Linked DNA regions of Rattus norvegicus: region 2 is linked to region 1. A link is a contact called in public Hi-C data. All regions are on one chromosome and are shown on one strand. Each heading gives the region's core, a stretch centred on a gene start, on an enhancer-like site or on the middle of the called end of the contact. The rest is flanking DNA. Distances are from core to core; before and after follow the strand shown.

Region 1 (7,535 bases), core at 892-3,391:
CACCCAATGCCCTGGGAGGACACAAAAGGACATCAGATCCCCTGGAACAGCAGGTACAGATGGGTGTGAGTCACCATGTGGGTGCTGGGAACTGAACTCAGGTCTTCTAGAAGAGCAGCCTGTGTTCTGAAAAGCTGAGCCATCTCTCCAGCCCCAATAGCCCCCTTCTCACTCACTCTGATGGCTGCCTCTCCAGCAAAGGCCACAAAACAAGCATGAAAATTCACTGCCTTTGACCCAAATTCAGCTTGTCCACCCACTCCCAGCACCTATTGTCTGACCTCAACCTTCCCAATGCTAGATTTGACTTAGAACATTCTGCTTTTCTTTCTGAGTGAGATAGATGATCTCTTCACACTAAACCCTGCCACCCACCTGCTCACCTGCTTTAACCCAGAGCTAAGAGAACAGTTGTTCAGACAGAGAGCAAACCAAGATAATGAAGCTAGCAGTTCATATGGGAGTCCTTTAGTTGGCTATCCTCTGACCAAGATGCTAGGATGTCGCAGGGAGTCCACAGAGCAGGGTTAGCAATGTTTCAGTGTGAGCATTTCTGGCTCCTGCTCTGAGCCCCAGAGAGGAGTCAAAGAGTCAAAAAGGGTTAAGTAGCTCTGATTCTAAGGAGACTAAAAGGAAATCCATGAGCCAATGGTCACATGACACATACCAAGTACTGATACCTAAAGGGAATCTAAATTTCCAAGGCTACATAAACAATTCCCAACCTCCCAGGCATTAGGTATCAGCAAGTCCTTCAAGATTATCCATTATACCTCAGAGATACCAGCTTTCAAATTCTGGTCTCCATACACACTGTGCTTGGAATATCATGAATGATGTTGGAGGAGTCTTGAAAAAAAAAAAAAAGGAGTGTATCAGCTTTCAGTTGCTATAGTGAATATTAAGGCAAACAATTTCAAACACAAGACTGTGCAATGAGTACTCAGAGAAGTAATGCTGTCATGGAGCTTGCAGCTTCTAGACAATTCTGTGTGCGAACCTGAGTGAAATGGGCAGAATCGTCTAGCAATACGGCTGCCCTCCCAAGTGCCTGAGTCTTGGCAACCCTTGTGGACAGTAGCCCGGCAAAGAGACGTTCATGAAAACGTGTATCTAACTATCCAGATTTTTTTTTTTAAACAGAAAGAAACAGAAAAGGCCTTTGTATCTATTTCGCACTGTGCTGTGCATCTCTGCTGGCTTATTTCTCTACAGTTTAAAAAACTGTTAAATTACAGTGTAGACTATGTGAAGTATGAAGAACTATGGTTAGATTTTTTTTTAAGTCATTTATATGCCTGTTTACCAAAAAAGGAAGGAAGGAAAGAAAGAAAGAAAGACAGACAGACAGACAGAGAGAGAGAAAGAAAGAAAGAAAGAAAGAAAGAAAGAAAGAAAGAAAGAAAGAAAGGAGGGAGGAGGAAAGAAAGAAAGGAGGAAAGAAAGAAAAGGAACAGCGAGTGTCTGACAAAGCTTTTGATCTTCAGGGGTGCAGACATTCCATTTCTCTGCCGCTCCTCTGAAGCTCCCAAGGTCCCAAGCTGGCTCAGCTGGAAACTGATGACTTCTTTCAAAGGTGTGTCACATATTCTTCCTGCAGAATTTTATTGTTATTTGAATGCCACTTTAAATGGATCGGAATTCTTCGGAGCGTTTCTAAACATCCATAAAATAACTCCCTAATTGCATTCCACTCCGCTGACAAGACCTTTCCTAAGTTTTAATTTTGGATTCCTGTAATCTCTAAGTCATCTCTAAGCACAAAGCTCTCTCCTCCTTGGATGCAATATCCTTTTATTTTTTTTCAACTTATTTAAAATGTAATTCTTTTTAGTCTTCAAGGCATTTTCTAACAGGTAAAAAAAAAAATGTGTTTCTCCAACCACACTAACCCCTGTAATTAAACCAGTGTGCCACGGTAGGGTGGAGTGGGAGCAGGGTGTGTGTGTGTGTGTGTGTGTGTGTGTGTGTGTGTGTGTGTGTGTACTCCATCCCTGTGAGTACTGCCCAAGGAGAAGTGCTTGGTTTGAGGAGGGAAAGAAAGGGAGGGGAATGGGGAGAGAAAGGAAAGGCAGCTCATCCTACAACATACAGCAAACTTCTCATGTTCCCCCTCAGTGAATAGTCCAGCAACAGAGAAAAGAAATTAAAGCAACAGTGTTCTAGTTCCAGTCCTGTTGCTATAAATACCCTGACAAGTGCCAGCTTCAAGGTAGGAAGGGGTTAATGTGGCTCCCAGTTCCAGGCTGAGGTGGTGCCCAAAAGTGCACTGAGACAAAGCACCCAGACAGAAAATGAAATAAACCTTTGTAAACATTTAAAAGAAAATCATATTGTACTTCTTCATGTATTCATCTTCCACCCCTCTGCCTTTCTCTGTATGACATCTTTGAGTGTCTCTGTGTGTGTCTCCCTCTCAAAGGTTCTATGGACGGTCATACAGTTTACATCTTCCTCATCATGGTCTCAACAATGACAAAAACATAGTCGGAGCTCAAGAGCTATTTGTTGACTAAAGGAACGATCAAATGCTTTGTTTGGGCTTTTCTATGAAGCAATGGCTTAGACTTTTCCAGGAAAGGATCTTTCATCTCTGGCCTAGAAAGCAATCACTCAAAGCCGGAGATAGAAGAGGGTGGCTTCTCTTTCAATATCCACCGGCTCCCTTCATTGTGTTTGACCTTCCATAGCCAGAGCTCCCTGGCCTCTGTGAGAGGCTTTTAGCAAGTTTCTCCCTCACGGAGCATTTGAACTGGTCATCCAGTCCCTTCCACTGCTGAATCAGTTAACCTTCTTCCCTATGCTTTCTTCCCACCCTCAGGAGACCCCTTGATGAGGGTTGGGGAAATGGCTACCACACAAGTCTGAAGACCTGAGTTCAAATCCTCAGCACGAATGCAAGAAGCTGGGTGCAGAGACATGCACGCAGTCCTGCTCTGGGAAGGCAGAGATAAACAGTGCCCCTGTGAATGTCAGAGGCCTGCTTGAAGGAGTCAGGACGCTCCTGCCATCCTGTGGGTTCTGGGAATGAAACTCAGGCTGGCAGACTGAGTAGAATGTTCTATACTCCTGAGCCATCTTTCAGGTCCATGGGATGGTTTTTGAAACTAAACCACACTGCGTGACAGGAAAGACAGGAGTGTGAAAGAGGTTTCTATAGAACTGTACCTAAGTGCTCCTGTTAACGTGAACTGTACCATGAATTATTATCATGAACTGTAAATGAATAACAGACTACAGTCAAGCCTACGGGTCACACTTGGAACCGGCCACCCAAGAGGCGGCTTGGTACCACCATACAGACATCTGGATCTGGAGACAAATGCCAAGGATTCTAGTTCTGATGACAAGAGACCTCTGTTGGCGTTAACGAGCTGCTGCAGGACTGCTCATCTTTTCGCTCCCCCATTTGCTGGAAGGGCCAGTTGAAATGAATCCCATAAGGCTGTGGGGAACCCATCGGTTTGCTTATTATATTGAAGATCAGTCAAAGATTAATGAGTGTTTTAATTTCTGCGAGAGCTAGACAGGCTGCACGTGAAATGCTTTCACTCGTACAAAGAGGACCAGAAGGGACCAAACGGAAGGTATTACAAACCCATCTCCTCAGTAAAAGTATACGCCAGACCAGTTCTGTGCCAGGGGGTGGGGAGTGGTCCCAGGCTGTGCCGGGAAGGATAGGACTGAGGATGTGAATAGTGGATGCTGGCAGACAAAAATGCAAAGGCCCGAGGGGCATGCAACATGCGTAAAAGAGAGAGGACAGAGGCAACTGACATGTCTGGAGACGGAAAGGCAGGGCTAGAGTATGAGAAAAGTGCTTGAGGTGGGTTAAGATCTGCGAGTTAAACTATGAACACTGACCTTTATCCTGAGGGAAGGAGGAGGCTTTGGGTGGGGCACGGACACTGGATATGAACTCTGAGGAAAGCGATACTAACCCAACCCATCCAATTTACAGTGGGGAGTGAAAATCAGTCTGAGCGGGCTAGATGGAGACCCGGATAGCAGCCAGTACTGTAGCCTAGGGAGAGATGCCCACAGCTTCCACCAGGGATAAAAGTAAACGCATAGGAGATGTTTACGAGGCAGCACCTCGGGATTGGTATGTGAATGGTGCAGGAGGTGGAGTTTCTAGTTAAAACTGGGTACAGCTGGTTTGGCTCAACCAAACGGGCCTGAGGGTAGAGGCGGCTGGAAGGAAGTGGGCAAGAGTTTGGTATTTGGCGTAATGACTGCTTCCTAAGATATAAACAGAAGATGCCAATGCCCAGCTGAAGGAGACTGCTCACTTGGGGGATAGAATAAGGATGCTTCCTAGTGTACGGCTGGCAAGTAAGTCTTGATAAAGTTGGTTAGGGAGAGATGAGGATGTAAGTGGTATTTGATTGAAGATGTACTCGATTTGCAGTGTTCCAGCCTCCTCCTTCTTCCAAAAGGAAATTTAAAAATGTGTGTTTAAAAGTCGCCTTCTCATGGTGTTTAGATTCACAACCACCACCACCACCACCCAATAGGTGTGACTTCACTCTTTTATTTATTCTCACCAAGAAGTAAAAGATGGCTTTCTTCAAAGGGACGTGTAATAGAAAATTCCCAGCGTCTTCGTGCCAAGAAGACGAAATGGGAAACAACCGACGAGAGATCTGAAAGTGGCTATTAGCTGCAGATTCTAAGGGTTATTAAAAATTGAGAGAGGAAGGAAAAGGAAAAAAGGTGATATTTCCCCGATACCAGCCTTTAGAATACTTTTGTATAGCGAGCCTCAGATGCTGTCAATCAGGGTAGCGATCTCTAGCAGCAAAGACATGGCCGGTGTAAATAATTAACGAGTGAAGGCAGCAGAATACGGAGGCAGGAGGTGAGCTGAGAGGGACTTGCTGCTGGGAAGTTCAAGCAAGAGCCAAAGGACACTCTTGGCCGCTGCCTTGCTTCCCAGCACTGTCTGTGAGGGAAGAGCGCTTCCGTTTACCAGGCATTACCAGCCCTGAAACACTGATGAAAACATTTAGAAATGAAGACGGCAGACTGGAAAATGGCTTAGTGAATGAAGCACCTACTATGTAGACTGGGAAATGGCTTGATGAGTGAAGCACCTACTGTGTAATGCAAGCCTGAGTTCAGAAGCACAGAAACTGTAACTGCACATCTACAATTCCAGAGCTCCTGGGGAATAAAAAAGGAGAGGAGAATCCCTGGACGCTCGCTGGCCAGCTCTCCTGGTACGCAGAGGCTGTAACAAGATAAACAGAGTGGAAGGTGAGGACCAACACCCAAGGTGGTCCTCTGACCTCCATGCGTACACGCCTAGGCATATGCACACATATATCATACACATATTTTAAGAATTAACAGCAGATTGCGGGCTGCCATGTAGCTGCTGGGAATTAAACCCGGGTCCTCTGGAAGAGTGGCCAGTGTTCTGAACCACTGAACCATCTCTCCAGCTCAAGGGAGAGGAAGAATTATAGGAGCCGAGGGGAGGAGGACACCAGAGGAACACAGGCCACATAATCAGGTAAACGGGGCTCACAGCGGCTCACAGAGACCAGAGCAATGATCACGGAGCTTGCATGGGTCTGGGTTAAGTCATCCGCATAGATAGTACAGTTCTTTAGCTTGGTAAGAGTTGGGGTTGCCTCTGACCCTTTTACCTGCTTTTGAGACCTGTTTTCTCCTAGTGGGTTCTTTGGCCCAGCCTTTACATAAAGGTTTTTGCCTAGTCTGACTGTATCTTGTTATATCCTGTTCCGTTGATATTCTTGGGAAGTCTGCTATTTTCTGAGGGGAAATGGAGGAGGAGGAGGAGGAGATCTGGGAGAGACTGGGAGGTTTGGAGGAAGGGGAAACTGTGGTCAGGATGTATTTAAAACAAAAAATGTAAAAAATAATAAAAGGATAAAGGATGCCAAATATGGGTAAATATATTGCACCCGTGCATATTAATTATGTATTCAAACTAGTACAAGTAAAAAAAAACATTAAAAGTACAAGGTAAACAAACATTTTAAAAAGAAAAGATAGAATGAATTAGTTATTGACGCCTATCCATCCCAGATGGAACCAGCAGCAGAAAAACAAAGAAAGTGAATGCCTACTCCTGGCTTGTCACCAGCCAGGCACATAAATCCTATAGGTGATTCGGTGTCTCACAGAGCCCTCAAGGTTAGAGCAATTCAGAAACATCTATTCCTAGGAACCATCAAATGACCAAAGGAGCATACGCCATCATTAAATTTCTTCCCCAAATCCCTGAGTACACCATGAAAGTGTTCACAAGTGAACCAACTTTTTATAGTGGCCTCCCTTAATTTTAAGTGGACATTTACTCAACAATTAGAATTATAGAGAAACACTTGTGCTGCACTCAGATTTACACAACTTGAGATCTGGGCAGTGAGAAGCTGGACTAGCACTCCGTTCACGGAATGAGATCAGTCATTTCATTTCCCAACGAAACAGCGGAAACGCTGACGTTTATTGACTTTGGACTTTAAGCAACATGCGTTCCGACATCCAAATGTCGGTCACAGCGATTCAGTTCAGAATTCAATAGAGAGACGACAAGTCATTGGAAGACAAAGTGGAACCCAAAAATAGTTCAACTAAGAACGATTGCAGGTTCTGTTGGCTGGTGATTCTACTCCTCTGTCTCCCTGTGAGGGAACTTAGGCATGCCCTCCCGTACAGTTCCTTTCAGGACTGGGCATCTAACCCAAGGCCTGGCACCCTTTCACTGAACTCTTTGGCCTTTCGCCTTCTTTATTTTGAGAAATGTTCTCAAGAAGTTCCTTAAGCTGGTCTTTTGATCCCCCTGCTTCAGCCTCCAAGGCAGCTAAAATCGCTGGCCCATGTGCTGGGATGCAAGGTAGTTCATAAGCTACACTTGCAGTCTGATGGCATTTGGTGTCAGCTTGTGACAGTTGAACTTGCCACGATAACTTGTCTTAGCTTTGGTGTCCTGATCTGATGCTATTTATTCTGTAAGCATCATCAACAGCTGGCAGCATCTTTAGAAACAATTGTTTTTCTAAGTGTAAAACAAAAATTACCAACACATTGGGTCAGGAAGGAAGGAAGGGAGGAAGGGAGGAAGGAAGGAAGGAAGGAAGCTGGTACATAGACAGATAGATTGATATGATATGATATGATATGATATGATAGAGATGTTATTCTGTGCAATCAATACTACAATAATTCAATGCAAATCTAAGAACAGGAATGGTTTTGATAATATTTTTGAACAAAATTATCCCCGGATCTCTTTTTTAAAAAATCGTTGTGTACATGTATGTGTTTGTGTGGTGTATGTTCATCTTCCTGAGTGTCCATGCATGTATGCATGTGGAGACTAGAGGTCAATTTGCATGTGCACGCATGTGTGTGCTAGCTCTCTCATTGAACCTGGAACTCACTGACTGAGCATGATTGGCTGCAAATGAGCCCCAGAAATTCACTGCTCCTGAAGTGTCAGAGCGCCCTTCCTTATAGGCAGGCGCATGGAGGAATAATTGCGTTAAGAAGTTTCAGAACAA
Region 2 (6,672 bases), core at 812-3,311, 160 kb after region 1:
AAAAATGACAAAAGTCATAGCCTTACAGGACCCTGGACACTAGAGCACAGGACAATTTGTGAGGATATAAACAACTATAATACACGTCTCAGAGCAGAGGATTCAGGCATCAGTGGAATTCATCTCCTCTTGCTTGTGGCTGGAATTCATATAAGCCTAGAAGGGTGGGTAGGAGTCACCCAGGCAGGAAGAAAAGGAACAGACTCTAAAATAAATCACGAAACTATAATTTCTTGGACTTAAGAAGGAACATGAGTCAACCAGAACACCAAAAGAGGACTTCAGAATAATTCCACTGCTTTTTCATATTTTAAGCCCCTTTCCTCACCCAAATAGATACACACACACACACACACACACACACACACACACACACACACACACATATTTATATATAACAAATATGTAGAAGAAATATTTCTTTAGTCCTAATATTAGGTAGCTAAATAGACATCAGTCTTGGAGTACCTTAACCTCCCGTTTCCCTGGTAACAGGAGAAAAGGAAGCACCACATTTTCCCTCTTTAAGATTGAAAAATATCGTGTGAGGAGGTGTGCTTTGATGAGGTCTATTGGTCAGAAAAAAAATGGATCTGTGTGGAAACATGCCATTATGATCCATCTCAAAGTCTAGAATTTTACATACCATGGTCCCTTTCTCTTAGAGCTCATTTAACAACACCTGTCAATCACCTGGTCAGGAGACCATGCCTCAAAAAAAAAACAAAAGGAAAACAAAACAAAACAACAGAGGATTTACTGGAAGATAATAAGCCAATGGAATGGGAGGGATAATTACCCCTTAAGGAGAAAATACTCTTTACCCCACAGAAGCCCTCCCTCGAGGAAGTTGCATCTAGCACATTATTGCTATGTGTGCAAATAAATACTTTCCCCTCTTTTTTCTCTTTGGTTTTTATAGACTGTTCCAAATCCTAAGCACACTTCCCTTGACAGTGTGAGCTTTCTCAACTCTTGCTCTCAACCCCCTGCAACTTCTGCAGCTGCCCTCACCTTCCTAGCTCCCATTTGAACCCAGGCCCAGGAGGCAGGACATAATTCCTTCCTTTTACCCTTCTTCCTCCTCTCAGCTGTTGCCAGGGCTTCTATAAAGCTTGCCCTCTGGGCTCCTCTCAAACTCTAATAAAAGACAGTCCTCAGTATTCTCTCTGATTCTGTTTTAAATTCCTTTTATCAGTTCCCCAGTGTACTGAAGATGCCAGTACCACGGGATGATCACCAAGAACAGCAGCAGCAGTGGAATGGAGTCTTCTCCGGTCTGCCTTGATGTCAAGACATAGAACTCTCAGCTCCTCCAGCACCATGTCTGCCTGGATGCTGCCATGCTTTCCTCCCCGATGATAATGGACTGAACCTCTGAAACTGTAGCCCAGCCCCAAATAAACATTGTCCTTTAAAAGAGTTGCCTTGGACATAGTGTCTCTTAACAGCAATGGAAACCCTACCTAAGCCAGTCCATTATCATGCATGAACGTCTGCATGGCTGGAGTTGGGAGCTGGAGTTCTCAGGTTGTGTGTTCCAAAATGACTCCATCTTAGCCCTAGGGCTAAGAAGGAGAAAAAGATAAATTATGTATGTGGGTTGGAAAAGTTGAAATTTAGGGTAGGTCAGATGAAACCTCTTGCTTTTGTAAATAGATACAGTTTTCAAGGCTGGCGACTGAGAAACATTGTTGCAATAAACGTCCCGTGTGATTTACTGTATCCTAGGGCCAAGCCAGCCTACACAGGCCAGGCTAGCAAAGGAAAATGAGCCTTAGGAAATATTTCCTGTATGATATGCATTAGCCTCTAAATCCCCATATTAGATTCAGGCTATCAGATTTCAAGTGGGAATGGAGACTTTTAATAAACTAAGTGTCCTGTGTCCATAACTCCACTGCAGTAATCTTGGCTCTATTACTTGACTTTTTTCTTCGTTATTTGGGGCAACTTGTCACATAAAGAACCAAAAGGATCCATTACAGCTATCACACTGATTATCAGCCATAGAGCTCTGGCTAACTGGGGGGACAGTAATGAGTAAGCTTATTAAGTCAGCTGAAGTGGCCCGATGGAATCTTTCAAGAATGCTGTTATTGGCTTGCAAGAGCATACAGAGAATGCATCCAAGGGGAGAGAAACAGAGTTAGCGTGCAAGTGACGTTGGACCACTGAACTTGGAGTTAGTGCGAATGTTGGGATGTACTAAAACAGGACCAGTGAGCCAATGAAGCCAGTGAGGGCAGTGCCATGGCCACCTAGAGTGTCACCCTGGGGCTAGGATTCATTTGGATTTGGCCAGTTTGCAGACATGTATATATTTATTATCAAAGTTGGGATCATTCTGTATTGGCACCTGGCCACCCTACAGTGTCCATCGGGATTGCTGTTCCATTGAACGTAACAGTACCCAAAACAAAAACAAAACAAACAAGAATAAAAATATTATTGGCTGTGGATAAGATTTTTCCTGTTTTCTTCGAAGTCACAAGTTTTATGACTAACAGGATGAAAATGCACAGCTCTACTTCTGACTGAAACCAACTCTTTTTTTAAAGGTTTCTTTTTTTAGTCTCATGTTTATGTATGGATGTGTGCTCATGAATGCAGGTACCCACAGAGTCCAGAAGAGGGCAGCAGTGTTGCACACCCAGAGTTAAAAGGAGCCTGTGGATCACCTGATGTGGTCCTACTGGGGATGGTACTCTCGACTTCTGTAAGAGCAGGGAGGGCTCTTAACCACTGAGATTTCTCTCCAGCCCCAAATCGGACATTTCTGCATGCACATTCTATGACTTGTCCTTCAAGGAATCAATCCTACCTGGGTGTATTTGTGTTCATGAATCCTATTCCTTGTAAATTGATGGGGTGGGGTCAAAAATCTCATCTTGAAATGAAGCATAGTAAGATTATAGGTAGAAAAAGGAGGTTCTGTGAATGCATGGGCCCATGGTTAAAAAGTGGAGCGAATACATAAAAATGTTGATAAAATCAACACTAGTGATTTTTACCTGCCCGCTCTCTGCTAGTTAAGACTGAGAGAGCATTGCCGATGGGCAAATTCCCAGTGAGGAACTCCTAAATGAGGAAAGAAAATGGCCCCTAACACAGTGGACACAGCACAGAATCTAAATATTAAAAGCACAGGTGGTTTTAGGTTGCAAGCCAAGGAACAGGAGTGCCCCTGCTGAATTGGCTAGGCGTTTGTGGTCCAGGGTTACTTCACTGTTATCTTGAGAAATGTGAAATGAATAGATGCTTCAAGAAGCATCTAAACATGGACGTCAGTGTTCCGCCAGGATGAAGAAAGAAAACCCTAATGGTGGGTGAGTGTGATGCTACTTAAACAAACCTACAGACACCGGGGTGGTATGGTCTGTGCTCCCAGCACTTGGAAGGATTCCTGTAAATCAAAAGTGGACTTCTCTGTGAGTTCAAGGTTAGCCTGGGATATACTGAAAACCCTATCTTGAAGACAAAATAAAAAGATATGTTTATAAGAACAAATAATAACTAAGACAAAATTTAATATACAGCTTGATTTGAAGCCAAGAGATAAGTAATTTAATTTTATTCTTCAGTTCTGTGGGCAAAGCAATGCTCACCCTTCTGAGAATAGATGAAATTTCTTCGGAGATAGATATTTGGAGGGAACCTCATTAGAACAGAGAATCCAAGTCGCTTTAAACAATCAGTTTATGTATTCTTTAACTAAAAAAGTAAAGGGAATAAACATTTGTTTCTGGCTAGCACACAGAGAGTTCAGGTAGGCATTGCACTGTGGTTTAAAATTGCCAGCTGTGGGCTGGAGAGACGGTTTGTCTAAGCCAAGAGAGCTTGCTGTGCAAGCACGAGGATCCAAGTTTGGATTCCAGGACCACGGTAAGCCAGAAGTTCAGTGAATGCCTGCCACTCCAGCCCCAAAATGGGTGGAGACAGGGGATCCTTGAGAACTACAGGCTTCCAGGCTAGCTGAGAAAACAAACAGGTACAGCCAGATGGAGAACACCTGACACCCTCCTTTGGCCCCTGCATGTGTTCTCTGTAGAGCGACTAGTACACACACACACACACACACACACACACACACACACACACACGCACACACATGCACACATACATACACACACACTTGGACACATACTTACACATGAATAAAAAAATAAAATAAAAAGCAGGAGGGGGAAGAAAAAGCTAATGATATAAAGGAAAGGAGATTAAGATTTTGATTTGCTGGGCACCAATTTCAGATTTCACAGGCTGAAGTTCCCAGGGACACAATGTCATTTAGTGTCCCCTGCCAGTGTCACCGTGTGCTTGGCATTAGTGGGCGAACTGGGCTTGCCAGACAGTCTGCGGCCTGGCTGGGAGCACAGTCTCTGGCTATGCCTTCCTGGGCACAGCACGTCCAGCCCTCCTGGAAATTCCACAACATTTTAACAAATTTATTAAGATTAAAACAAACAAACAAAACAGTCTAGATCTGCAGGAAAGCTCCTGTTAGAAACCCTGCTGACAGTACAGAGACCAGCAGAACCAGAGATCTGGAAAAGGAAGCAGGGCCAGGTTCTGGGAAATAAGTGGAGGAGTCATGGGACAGAAAGGAACATGGTCGCCACGGCATCAGAAAAGGGAGAGAGGGAAAGGGTGGGACAGGATACATCTCCTCGGAGTGTCTGCCGTGATATCATCAGTAGGCTCTTCATATTAGAAATTTCTAGAAATGACTCGGGAGTAGACGGCCAAGTAAAATGAAAAGTTAAAGTCATGGGCTAGGCAAGTTCTTGTGGTAAGAAAGAGGGGCTTGGGCGTAGAGCAAATGCGCTCATCAGGGGGAAGAGAAAGCCCTTGGTAGAAGTGGATGGTACCTTAGAACTCCTCTCTCTACATAGTGAACCCATTTCCTACCCATTCTGCTGGGGAATAGATGACAAGACCTTTTTAACGTAACTGTAGAACCTGTGGGCACACAGTGTGATCACACCAGCTGTCTCTCCCTCCAGACTCCTACCTGTCTAACCCCAAACTGATTCAAGTCCTTGCTCAAATCCGTCTTGCCATTATGGCCAAAGCTGATGGCCTAACCAGCACACCTTCCCATCTTAGCACTGGTGGTTGCCCATACTCAACTCTGTCGTCTTCTTTGCATGGCATTTGGCACCTGCTGACAGTCTTGGTTTATTCACGTATTACAGTGACCATTGTCTTTCCTCCCCGAAGATAGGCACCAAGAACATAACCATTGTTAGAGTCTTCCACACTTCTAAAGCAGAAAAGGTAGGGATTCTCGTCCTGAGGGGTGCTGGGAGAAACATCTTTAAAGGTTCCCTTTTGCAGCTACCTGAGGCCGTAGACAGTAGATGGGACACACAACAGATAAGCTACAAGGAAGAGACTCAAAGTGTAGGGAGTGAGTTGTCTGTGGTGGCTTTGACAAGGTCTGTATTCCTATACAAGCAAAGGCCATTCATCTGTCCACTCACACTCAAGAAAGCTCCGAAAACACGCTAAGCTCCCTATGAGGCTGCCCAGGAGGCTCTGCACAAGTAGAGAGCAGGAGCTGGGCAGGGGTCTCAATGCTGAAAGCACCTGACATGCACATAGTAGGAGGCACACAGGTTCAGAGTGTAAGTGAATCTGTGCTGTTTTGAAGACCCCACTAAACTCACTGAACCGACTTCAGGGAGCACACAAGCCAAGTACCATAGTGTTAGGATCTGAAGTTGCGTCTGCTGGGCCAGCTGCCTGTCTGACAGGAAACAATCGTGGTCAGCAGGCCTGAGATGCGTGTTCCTCGGAACTTGGTCTCCTGGAGACACTTGGCCACTTCCTCCTCGACTTTCTGCCTAGCTGATTCGAATAGGTACGATCGGGAGCTACACACTGGCTCTTTTGTTTCTTTTTCTACTAATGGGAACGTCGAGACCTGATTCGGTCTTTATGGGCCATGCCACTAGCAAAAATTAAGTAGAAACAGAATGAAACTCTAAGAGTTGTGATCAATAACTTACAACAGGAAGAATCAACTGTGGATAATCCAGACCTCCTAGATAGTGAAAGAATTAAGGCGGTAGCTATTAGAGGGGAAAGTCCCATCAATTATAAAAAAAAATCCAAATATGGAGGAATTCCTGTCAAGTAGTTACATGGAAGAAAACATTATGTAATTAGAGGAAGGTGGTGGGCCCTTCCTTTAGGTAAAAACAGCATGAGTAGATACAGGACCACTGCAGAGCCATTGCCCTACACAGGGACATATGATGAAGAAGGTGATAGATGAGTTAATATTGAAGAAAAGAGAGTATTATATTATTCTTTAAATTTTATAGAACACTTGGCCAGATAACATCCCCGTGCTTGCCTATTATCAAAAGTAACTTTCCTATCTTTAAAAAGACGATTACATAAATTTTGGCTGAGAGAGTAAAAGACTAAAGATTCCTTACTGGCTGGCTGTCCTGTTGTTATCCGAGAGATGATATTTAGAGATTGAGGTAAATGAGGTTTATGACCACCGTCTGGCACCAGTCTGATTCTCAGGAAAATTTATTTCCTCTCTTGCTCTCTGTTCTGAACTTCATATAAACCGTTAAACTTTTTCTTGGTTATTGTTTGAGTGTACCCTGGCAAGGGGCCAAAAAATTAGCTCCTGTTCAAGCACTGTATATA

Evidence for each region. Hi-C and Micro-C count contacts between places; a contact is called where the count stands out from the background.
Region 2: a contact with region 1 is called in a Hi-C map of the A7r5 cell line, with 4 times the contacts expected there. The contact joins two enhancer-like sites. A contact is called at or near these places in 12 of 12 Hi-C or Micro-C datasets (the A7r5 cell line, the Rat2 cell line, Schwann cells and 7 more) and 1 of 1 datasets of contacts at active chromatin or transcription factors (oligodendrocytes).

What each region holds. Positions count from the first base shown.
Region 1 is chr9:24,607,245-24,614,779 of GRCr8, forward strand. The region is part of intron 2 of Rcan2 (regulator of calcineurin 2); the gene reads right to left. Among named protein-coding and RNA genes, the nearest start is that of Rcan2, 61 kb to the right of the region's middle. Within about 2 kb of position 2,142, at least 4 of the 93 cell types and tissues checked have an H3K27ac peak or open chromatin away from gene starts, as enhancers often do. A contact at or near this core is called in the A7r5 cell line, where this site is marked.
Region 2 is chr9:24,763,665-24,770,336 of GRCr8, forward strand. The region is part of intron 7 of Cyp39a1 (cytochrome P450, family 39, subfamily a, polypeptide 1); the gene reads right to left. Among named protein-coding and RNA genes, the nearest start is that of Cyp39a1, 37 kb to the right of the region's middle. Within about 2 kb of position 2,062, at least 3 of the 93 cell types and tissues checked have an H3K27ac peak or open chromatin away from gene starts, as enhancers often do. A contact at or near this core is called in the A7r5 cell line, where this site is marked.